3 separate regions of the Sus scrofa genome follow, and regions 1 and 2 are each linked to region 3. A link is a contact called in public HiChIP or PLAC-seq data. All regions are on one chromosome and are shown on one strand. The core of a region is the stretch at or near the end of the contact, and the rest is flanking DNA. Distances in the headings are between cores, read along the strand shown. Region 1 has its middle 91 kb from the start of ACSL4. Region 2 overlaps LOC110257796 (a long non-coding RNA gene). Region 3 holds the start of ACSL4 (acyl-CoA synthetase long-chain family member 4).

Evidence for each region. HiChIP or PLAC-seq counts read pairs in DNA pulled down with a chosen protein or histone mark.
Region 1: an H3K27ac HiChIP or PLAC-seq map of alveolar macrophages shows a contact between it and region 3. The contact joins the enhancer-like site here to the promoter of ACSL4 in region 3. A contact is called at or near these places in 2 of 5 promoter capture datasets (fetal liver and liver), 6 of 47 Hi-C or Micro-C datasets (embryonic fibroblasts, liver, retroperitoneal adipose tissue and 1 more) and 2 of 2 datasets of contacts at active chromatin or transcription factors (alveolar macrophages and skeletal muscle).
Region 2: a contact with region 3 is called in an H3K27ac HiChIP or PLAC-seq map of alveolar macrophages. The contact joins the enhancer-like site here to the promoter of ACSL4 in region 3. A contact is called at or near these places in 2 of 5 promoter capture datasets (fetal liver and liver), 22 of 47 Hi-C or Micro-C datasets (alveolar macrophages, blood, embryonic fibroblasts and 11 more) and 2 of 2 datasets of contacts at active chromatin or transcription factors (alveolar macrophages and skeletal muscle).

What each region holds. Positions count from the first base shown.
Region 1 is chrX:89,927,067-89,930,466 of Sscrofa11.1, forward strand. No RefSeq gene overlaps it. Among named protein-coding and RNA genes, the nearest start is that of ACSL4, 91 kb to the left of the region's middle. Within about 2 kb of position 1,430, at least 26 of the 83 cell types and tissues checked have an H3K27ac peak or open chromatin away from gene starts, as enhancers often do. A contact at or near this core is called in alveolar macrophages, embryonic fibroblasts, fetal liver and 3 more, where this site is marked.
Region 2 is chrX:89,947,434-89,951,140 of Sscrofa11.1, forward strand. The region is part of intron 3 of LOC110257796 (a long non-coding RNA gene); the gene reads right to left. Among named protein-coding and RNA genes, the nearest start is that of ACSL4, 110 kb to the left of the region's middle. Within about 2 kb of position 2,103, at least 5 of the 83 cell types and tissues checked have an H3K27ac peak or open chromatin away from gene starts, as enhancers often do. A contact at or near this core is called in alveolar macrophages, fetal liver, retroperitoneal adipose tissue and 1 more, where this site is marked.
Region 3 is chrX:89,836,195-89,839,435 of Sscrofa11.1, forward strand. It overlaps ACSL4 (acyl-CoA synthetase long-chain family member 4), which reads right to left and starts at 1,414. Exons shown (of 16, transcript NM_001038694.1): 1 at 1,344-1,414.

The DNA.
Region 1 (3,400 bases), core at 180-2,679, 91 kb after region 3:
AATAATATTTCAGGACATCTGGAACTTCCATGAAATTCAATTTATTTATTCATTGGAACACAGCCTCACCAATTTGTTTACAAATTATCTACTGCTAGTGTCACATGACAATAGCAGAATTGAAAAGTTGCAGCGAAGACTAGGTATAGCCCTCAAAGCCCAAAATATTTACTCTTTGGCTCATTACAGAAAAAGTATGCCAACCTTTGGGCTAATGTATTAAAAGAGCCCATTACAATGTATGTGTTGCCGGATAAAAGTAGCAGAGTGAGCCATTATCCATCTGGCATCAACACTCAAATTTGGATTTGGTTATTTGATCTATTTCAGTTACCCAGAAGGGGCCTAGGAAAATAAGCTATAAATCAAGAGGGTTTTTTTGGTGGAGGGAAAAAGTAATATAGGTCCAAACACATATCCCTGACCTTCTTTGGGGACAATAGCTACATTTAAGTTGTCCCAAAATGTGAAGTCATGAGTGGAGCCCAGGGAAAGGGGACAGTGGTACTTTTGGAGGAGCCTGGTGAATGGACAATGGGGCAGGGGGTGTCCATGCACAGAGAGAAAGAGAGGAAAAAGGGTTTCTTCTTGCTCACATCTCCTCATCACTTGACACTGAAAGTGCCTGGAAGCCACAGAGAAGGCAGCCCAGGAGAAACTAAGATTCTGCCAAGGCGTGGGTGCAAACTCATGGTTTCCATTGTGATGGATCTTGGGGATGCATGGTAATGCTTGAGCTGGGGCACAGTCCATCTGGGAGGGAGAGCTAGACAGAGAGTCGCCTTTTTCTTTCTTTTTTTTTTTAGGGTCGCACCCATGGCCTATGGAGGTTCCTAGGCTAGGGGTCACATTGCAGCTGCAGCTGCCAGCCTATGCCACAGCCACAGCAACGCGGGATCCGAGCTGCACTTGCAACCTACACCAAAGCTCACGGCAATGCTAGATCCTTAACCCACTGAACGAGGCCAGGGACCGAACCCATGTCCTCATGGATACTAGTTGGGTTCATGACCGCTGAGCCACAACAGGAACTCCCAGACACTTGGAAGAACACTGAGCATCAGAAAAGCCTTGAGTCCCCGGAAGATTGGAGGAAGGGCTGGGACTGGACGCCAGCAGGATTTCATTCACTCCTTTGCTCTTTTGCATACACATCCTCTAGATTTAGATTTGTAGTCACCAAGATCCGGAAAACTTCCTGGCTGTGAAGTCCTCTGTGACCTTCCCCCCAGCTCAAAACTTGACGCTTGGGATTAGGGCAGAGGTTTTCGACCCTCTGCCAGCTCCCTGCTTACACCAAAGGAATGTCATGCCTCTGGGCCTCCAGGGCTTTTCTCCCAAGAGTTTATTTATTTACTGGTCTAGCTGAGTCTGCCTACCACCCAGGCAATTGCCCTGCATGCCCACACACTGACACAACACCCCTTCCCTCCCCCACCAGGCAAGTGATTCCTGCTTCTCAGCATGAGTCACCACCCAGCAGCAAGAGCTGCCACAAGGTCAGTGGCCCCAACAGGCTGTTTCTTAACAAAGGGTGGGGAAACAGAAGCGGGGGTGGAGAGAGACGGAAGAAATGGGGAATGGAACAAAATGAGTAGACCACAAACCGAAGGGGCATTCTGGTCCTCTACTTCCTATTGGCATGATGAGCCCTTTGATGTGTTAGGCAGCCTTCCCCTTGCTACTCAGTTTCACTTCCCTTGCTCTCTTGTTCTGTTTATTCCCTCGTAGATTAGGGAGATTCTTTTCTGCTGCAGTCCCAAGGGGACTCCCAGAACCATTGGTCAAAGGGATTTAGGCAAAGAGCTCTCCTATGAACTTTCTCACAGACCTAAGTGGGTGGAGTTGAAGCCTTCGAAGTTAAAGATAGGGTTGGGGGCGTTCCCTGGTGGTCTAGTGGTTAGGATTCAGCACTTTCACCTCTACGGCCCCAGAGTCAATCCTTGGTCTGGGAACTGAGATTCCACATCAAGCTGCTGCTGCTGCGCGGCATGCTGCATCCACAAACAAACAAACAAGCAGTTCCCTGTTGAGCAGCCTTAACTGGTATTTTATGAGTGATAATTTTGACTCCATATTTTTTATAATGATTTTTATTTGTTCCACTGTCGCTGGTGTGACTCCTTATTTTTTTAAATAAACTGAAGTTACAGCATTAAAAAAAACGGTTCCTGGAGTTCCCATTGTGGCTCAGTGGTTAACGAATCCAACTAGGAACCATGAGGTTGTGGGTTCTATCCCTCGCCTTGCCCAGTGGGTTAAGGATCCGGCATTGCCCTGAGCTGTGGTGTAGGTCGCAGATGTGGCTCGGATCCCGCGTTGCTGTGGCTCTGGCGTAGGCCAGTGGCTACAGCTCCGATTCGACCCCTAGCCTGGGAACCTCCATATGCCGCAGGAGCAGCCCTAGAAAAAGGCAAAAAGACCAAAAAAAAAAAAAGGTTCCTGTAGAAATCTAAGAGCGATGTAAAGAACTCATGACTATAATAGGACAAGGCAGGCTGGAAGAGCCCCTAACCCTGGTAATACTAATAATATTTTTAAGTTATTATCAAAACACTGTTTGAAGACACACACACATGTACATAGAGTGTATTTAATATGATCCTCCCGACAACACAATGAGGTAGGTACTCTAATGAATCTATATCCCAAATGAGAAAACCAAGGGCTTTCAGGCCAAGCAATTGCCCCAAAGTCTCCAGGCTGCTAAGCACGGAGCCAGAATGTGAGCCTAGGGGCCTGGTGCTGGAGTCCATGCCCTGAACCACTAGATTGCTGCTCAGAGAAAGTCATGGTGCTTAAATATGAGTGACTGGTCTGACCCTAGATCCAAGAGAGTCCTTTCATCAGTCCTTTCTTCCAGGGCAGACATTCTGACATATAGGTCCAGGGAGAGGGAGGGAAGGAGAGAAGGAAGTAGAATAGGAGATGATGTGCACTGCCACTTGGCCATTGCCCTACCTCTTCATATCTCTGCACCTGCTTAGCTTTGGTTGGGATGGGTAGATAGACTTGGAAGCTGGTGCTGCAGCTTTGAGAAGCTCCTTGAGTGAAGGCGGCGCGCTGCCTTGTTTCTTTGTGTCTGTACCATGGATGGGTTGCTCCTTGCCACCCACTGTTCCCTTTCATATAATAGGGTTGTATGGGGCCACTCACACCCTGAGAGGATAGTACACGCATTTTGACCTTAGGAGGGAGGCATTTTGGTAAGAGATAGCAGAGGAGGAAGTGACTCAGAACTGAAATTTTTTTCAGCTGGTCAGAACATTCTGTCTGATGCGTTTGACCACTGACAGGGCAAGGAAGGAGCCTATCATCCCTATCTTCAAAGACAAAAGCTGCCTGCGGTAACTATCATGCTTTCCACTGAAACAAAGGTCAGCCATCAGAAGCTTTCTGG
Region 2 (3,707 bases), core at 853-3,352, 110 kb after region 3:
CCTCCCCCTCTCTCTTTCCCATCAACATCATTAATGCTGGCAGTCAGGCTACTTACCACAACCACCCCCTCCCACCCCACCCAAGGAAGGAAATTCAAAACTTCCTTTCTGGGGAATTTGATTGGCCTAAAAGACCCACAAATACTGATATACAAATGAAATGGCCAGGTGCACCTAAGGATATAAGACCCACCACACACACACACACACACACACACACACACACACACACACACACACACAGCTTTTCAGTTGCCTCACTCCTAAATACAAACGAATAATTAAAGATAATCAAATGCTGGAGAAAAAATATCTTTAATAGAAAAAAAGAAACTAAAACAAACATTGAAAAAGAAACTGGGGAGAAATAGAAACAATGCAGGGAGCAGAAGGAGCCATAAGATAAACCCTGTAATTAAGATTTTCAGAGAGGAGTTCCCATCGCGGCGCGGCGGAAACGAATCCAACTAGGAACCATGAGGTCATGGGTTCGATCCCTGGCCTCACTCAGTGGGTTAAGGATCCGGCGTTGCCGTGAGCTATGGTGTAGGTCACAGACACGGCTCAGATCCCACGCTGCTGTGGCTCTGGCGTAGGCCGGTGGCTACCACTTCAGATTCGACGCCTAGCCTGGGAACTACCATGTGCCGAGGGTGTGGCCCTAAAAAGACAAAAAGACCAAAAAAGAACGAGCTCTTAAAAAGTCGAACGACTAGAGTAGAATTGTTTTTAATTCAGCAGAAAGAACGTATATTTTAAAAATCTCTAGAGTGCAGAATTAAATGGCTATGAGGTTAGGAAATAAAGACAGGATATAAGAATTAAAGAACCATTATCCATTGTGAGCTCCCAGAGAGAGAAGAGGGGAAAAATGGAGCCGAAATAATCGAACAGAATAATGGAAGTATATCCCCCAGCAGAAGGAAATGAGTTACCTAAGGGCTAAGTATCCAGTACAATGACTATAAGACACATGCTGAGGCACATGGTCATAAAATTTCAGAATTTGAAGGATAACCTCTTCAAAAAATTACCTCCCATGAACACTTTGCAGGAAGCCATTGGAGTGTGTGCATCACCATGACAAGGGAGTGGCCAGAAGATGACATGGGATCCAGGAAACAAAGGGTCCAACACAAGAGACTGATGACAAAAAGTCCCAGGATGAAGGTAAAGGGAAGACAGCCATGCTGTAGGCTAGAGACAGGTAGATGGAAGGTTCTGAGAGGATGTCTCCATAAAAAAAAAAAAATCAGATTATCTGATGTGTTGACTTTATTGAGAAGAGTATTAGATCATTTGGGGAAGTCTGGGGTTGGATTAGTAATGATAACCATATAAAAACTAAGTGAGTGAGGAGTTCCCACTGTGGCCCAGCAGTAATGAGCCTGACTAGTATCCATGAGAATGTGGGTTCGATCCCTGGCCTCACTCAGTGGGTCAAGGACCCGGAGTTGCCATGAGCTGTGGTGTAGGTCGCAGATGTGGCTCGGATCTGGTGCTGCTGTGGCTGTGGCGTAGATCAGTAGCTGTAGCTCTGATTCAACCCCTAGCCTGGGAAAAATCCCCTATGCCACAGGTGTGGCCCTAAAAAGACCAGAAAAAAAAAAAAAAAACTGAGTGAACTAAAAGGAAACTATTATCAACTCCAAGCCAAACAGGACATTTGTATATGTGTATGTTGCAGGGGGGAGGGTTGAAAGGGAACAAAATCATGATAATTCATATAGAAAGGGAAATAGAAAATGCTTAAAATTAAAACATCAAGAGAGAGCAGTATCAACTGTAAGTCAGGAACTGAAATACCAAAGCAAACCCCCAAACCAACCAAGAGAAGTGAGAGTGGTTCCCTCTTAAAAGAAGGACACAGGAAATGGGAAGTGTGGAGATTTCTGGGTTTGTTTTTTCTTTTCAATACCAGGACTCCTGGTACTATCCATTCAACTATGTGCACGGATTGCTTGGACAATACTAGTAACTGCTGAGAAGGGTTTCTGTGGGGTTTAAAGAACAGAATGCAAGTAAAGCTCGCAGCGTAGCCCTTGGAGTGTACGTGTTATTGAAAGTCCTTGTTACATAATAGGCACGAAAACTGTTTAAAGTGCCAAGTTGTTATAACACCAGCTACAGAGAGCTGTAATCAGGAAGGTCAATCAGCCGTATAGTGTGTTCAAAGTCATGTGATTCTTGGTGTCTCAGACACTTTGGAACTTTAAGGCTACTTCCTATCTTCTACTCACACGCAAAATGGAGAGCTTTTACTTCCGCTATTCCATCTCCTCCACTGCTGGGAGCCAAGAAAGAGATCTACGTTTGGGCACCTCTGACATCTAGCCCCAGATGTGAGGTGAGGAACAGCACAATAAATGCCGTGGCTTTCTTTTGTAGAGCCCACGAGACCTGGTTTCTTTAAAGGAAAAAAAAAATCTCAGGCTGGATGGACTTTTCTCCAGCATCGCAAAGGTACTGGTGCCTCTAGCCCTGAAGACAATGACTCTCCCTGCTACTGGAGCCATCAGGTCTCTGGACTCTCAGGCAAAGAGAATGGAAGCTGAATGAACAGCTTAAGAATATCGTAGGGTCTTCACATCTGGAAGTGTAGCTGGGGAAGTTTTATTCTCCCAGACTCCCCCCAGCTTGAAAGCGTCTAACTCTGTTTTCTTTGTTGTTTGGGTTTTTTCTTCCTCCCATTTAATTGCACACTAGAACCATGTTTTGAGACAGTCTGATTTTGATTAAAGGTCTCGTCACACCATAGTCAGGATAACTTTTTTTCTTTTTAGGGCCGCACCTGCAGCACATGGAAGTTCTCAGGCTAGGGGTTGAATTGGAGCAGCAGCTGCCAGCCTATATCACAGCCACAAGGCCAGATCTGACACCACAGCTCATGGCAAAGTCTGATCCTTAACCCACTGAGCAAGGCTAGGGATCAAACCCGGATCCTCATGGATACCAGTCGGGTTTGGGTTCATTACCACTGAGCCACAATAGGAATTCCAGGATAACCTTTCTCGTACCACAACCTAGTAGAAAGTTGGTAGAATAAAAGAGAGAGCCTAGGTCGTGTGGTGTCTGATAAAAGCCCTGACTCTGGGTCAGATGAACCTGGGTTTGCCTCAATTTTATCATTTCACTGTCACATTAAGCAAGCTGCTTAACCTCCATATGCCTTAATTTCTCAACTAGCAAGTGGGAATGACAACATCCATTCTCTAAGATTCTCACAAGAGCTAAATCACCTCACACGGCACTTGGGGCATAGTAAGCACTTTGGAAAACGCTAAGCACTCATCTATTCATCATGCCTTCTCGGGAAGAGAACCTGCTCCTTTCCAGATGAGATCTGGAAATCGAAAAGTTACTTAAGCCTACAGTTTCCACTTTATCATCCAAACTGGAAATACACCAAATCTAAAGGAATCCCCAAACTTATCAAACATACTTTTCATTTCTCCAACCGGGTCAAAGGAAAATGGCTTTCAAAAATTCATCTATGAGTGGATAAGCCATGAGATCCTGCTGCATGTACAGCGAGGGAACTATGTCTAATCACTTGTGATAGAACATGATGGAGGATAATGTGAGAAAAAAATGTATATATATACATGTATAACTGGGTCACTTTACAGCAGAAATTGACAGAGCATTGTAAATCAACTGTAATAAAAAAAATTAAATAAATAAATAAATTCATCCGTGGTTGGTCA
Region 3 (3,241 bases), core at 164-2,663:
GAGAGTGTTAATTCTTAGAGGAGTCTTACAGGTCTCACCTTTTAGCGGGTTTCATCGCTATTTTACAATTCAAGGAAGAGGCCTTAGACTATTAAAATCTTTGATATGCTCATTGACAGTACAGACATTGAATCTCCCCTTACAGCCTTCTGTACCAATAACAGTTAAAACTATTAGTCAGAGGCAATACAAAAGAAAAACTAAAGTGACAAGCAACTACCAAGACACGAGGATTTCATCAGGTTCAATCTCTGTTATGCAGCAACATGTTACTAAGAGCGAATTTAGAGGTCCTAAAATCAGAACCCAAGAAGGAACCCTCATTCCAACATCCTCATTTTTGTAAATGAGGAAACTGAGGCGCTGATTAAACCATTAACCAATGAAGCAGATGGCTTGCTTTTTCAAAGAGATTCATTTAAATGCCATTTCGTCCTTATTCTCCATCTCCCCGTTGTTTCTCAGAGCGATGATTGATTTTTTTTTTTTTTAAGGTGAAGAGCGATTTAGGGCAAAGTCATTTCAAGAGGGTGAAAAAAAAATGCCTTTTGAAGGAGGAGATGCTGGAGTCAAGAGGAGAAATGACGTCTTATTTAAAATATGTAACCCCTTAATGGGGGTTAGGCAATGAATCATATTCTCCTCGATTTTCCTCTGTGCGATAGACATCACCCACAGTTCTTTCTGTAGGGCCCTCGAATGAGAGGAAGAGGAAGTGAATAAAGCTAATGTTAAATATACAGCACCCACGGAGGACAGGGATGTAGATAGGTAGAACAGGAAAAAATAAGAGCCCGCTTCTGCTAGAAACCAGCCGTTTTCTAACACACCTAAAGATCCGGAAGCTGAGAGGATATCGGAACCTAGGGCATCCCTCAAATTCAAAGGGCGGATGCTTCCAGGGCCAGAGAGACCCCCTAGCTCCCAGACAGACAGCGACTGGAAGGGGACAAAATGGAGCTGAGGTCCAGGGGCGCCCTAAAGGTCGTTTGGAGGTCTGGCGAGTCGCTGATGTGCTCCTTCGGAAAGGGTCACGGCAAAGCCTAGCACCCCGATCAGGAAGATGCTTTTGCCCCTCGAAGGGCAGCGATCGGCAGGTAGAGGCAAGCCAGGGTCTCGAGGACCCCAGACCTCAGCAAAGGAGATGATACCGGGACTTAGGGATCTTCCCGGACGAGGGGGGCGGGCTCAAGAAGCAAGCCAGCGGATTCCGGGAACAGGAACGTCCCCTCAACCTCTTCTGGGCTCAGGTGTGGGACGGTGGCACGGCCAGAGCGGGGGCCCCGCCACAGCCAGAGGACAGAGGTGCCGGGGCCGGAGCCTCGCGGGCTGCAGTTACTCACCAGAGGCGCTGCCCACGGCGTCTTCGCAGCCGGCAGGCGCTGGGCACTCGGGAAGCTGGCGGAAAGGAGCCGCGTGCCCGCTAGCGCTGGTTCGAGGAGGGGCGCGCCGCGGAGGCCGGAGAAAAAGCCGCAGCGGCGCGCGCGCACCCGGAGGGCCGGCGGAGGCGGGGCGAGGCGCGGCGAGGCGCGGGCCCGGAAAAGACGCGCCCGGAGGGGCGGGCGGAGCGGGGGCGCGCGGTGGTGTGGCACAGCCGGCCGAATCGCGGGCGACGGCCCGCTCGGCCCACCCACGCTCCCGCCTCCGCTCGCCCCGACGTCAGCCGAAAAGGAGGAGCCCCGAGCTGGTCGCTAGCGGCTGCCGGGGGGAGATGGAGGGGGGCGATGGAGGGGGGTGCGGCGGGGGAGCCGAGCCGGCTAACGGCTCTGCCGCGGGGTCCAGCTCCTGTCCCGAGGCAACGTGATGGAGCGTGTTTTCGGGAGGTTCGGGCGCCTATCTGATTTCAGCGAGGTGCGGAACGGGCCCACGCCCGCACCTGCGCTCGCTTCTTAGGGCTCCACCCTGTAATGAAAGTTGCCCTCGGGTCATCTTCCAGCCTGCCCTCTCAAGATAAGCATCTTCGGACTTGACTGTTCTCCCTTCGGCGAGAGATCTTAACCTTCTTTGCCTAAGACACCCTGCTCCTCCGAGCCCGCGCTCACGCCTGTCTTCGCTTTATCTCGCCTCTCACTGCGTTGAGACCCCTGCCGTCACCCCCGTTTATGAAATATCACAAGAATGCAGGCTTTTCACTTTATGCCTTGCATTTCCACGGTGGTGTAATGGCCAAAGAGCTCACAACTGATAAGGACAAGTCACCGCAGCACTGTGGCATCTTACTGGCCCTGATCGTTGCTTCTGAGCCAGTCCTGCAAATACAGTTCCCAAGACCTTCAAGAAATTGTTGTTAAAAATAAAATGCTGGCGAACTGTCTTGGGACTTCAAAAGGGGCAGACCATAATTGCAAAGGAGCCACGACCAACTGCCAAGAATGTATCACCGCAAGAAAGAAAACGCCAGTATTCTTCCAGTTCCTTGATACATAATGGAGGACTAGCTTCCTCTTCTTGCTGGGAATGGACATGTCATTTCATTTGCTATTTTCCATTTTCCCATAGAATTACTGGAGGTAACAACATACGTGTGTTTGCATGTGTGGGGGGTGGATAGACCACCTCAGATTACAGGCTAGACTTATTCTTTGATACCTGGATCTGAGTGGGGCTGTGAAGTCTGAATCTTCACTAAGCATCTCAGGTGACACTATAGGTGGTTGGAGGCCCACAACTGGAGAGCATAAATCTACAGCCTTTATATGTTACTTCTTTGAGTGGGATTACTCATCCCATTTCCAACAGGCCCACCCATTTATATATAATATGCCTATGAACATTGCTGTGGCAGACATATAACTTCCTTTATCGAGAGTGACCTAGAAAGTTCAGGACTTCAAACAAGTTTAATTGTCATGTTTATTTTATGAGATCGTGTGGTAGTACCAGAAATAAGTAATCATTTGTCAGCTCTGTAATTCACGGAGTACCTACAGTGCACAGAGCCCTGTCATGTACAGCAGGGTTAATACAAATGAAATCAAGAAAATGATCATCCCCGCTCTCAACAGACTTGGTGTCTAGCGGTGGAATTAAAACACAGACACAGGCGGGGCCGTCATGGCTCAGCAGAAACGAATCTGACTAGCATCAGAGGACGCAGGTTTGATCAACTGGCCTCGCTCAGTGGGTTAAGGATCCGGGCATTGCCTTGAGCTGTGGTGTAGGTTGCAGATTCGGCTAGGATCCTGCCTTTCCGTGGCTGTGGTATAGGCTGGCAGCTGCAGCTTCCAATTTGACCCCTAGC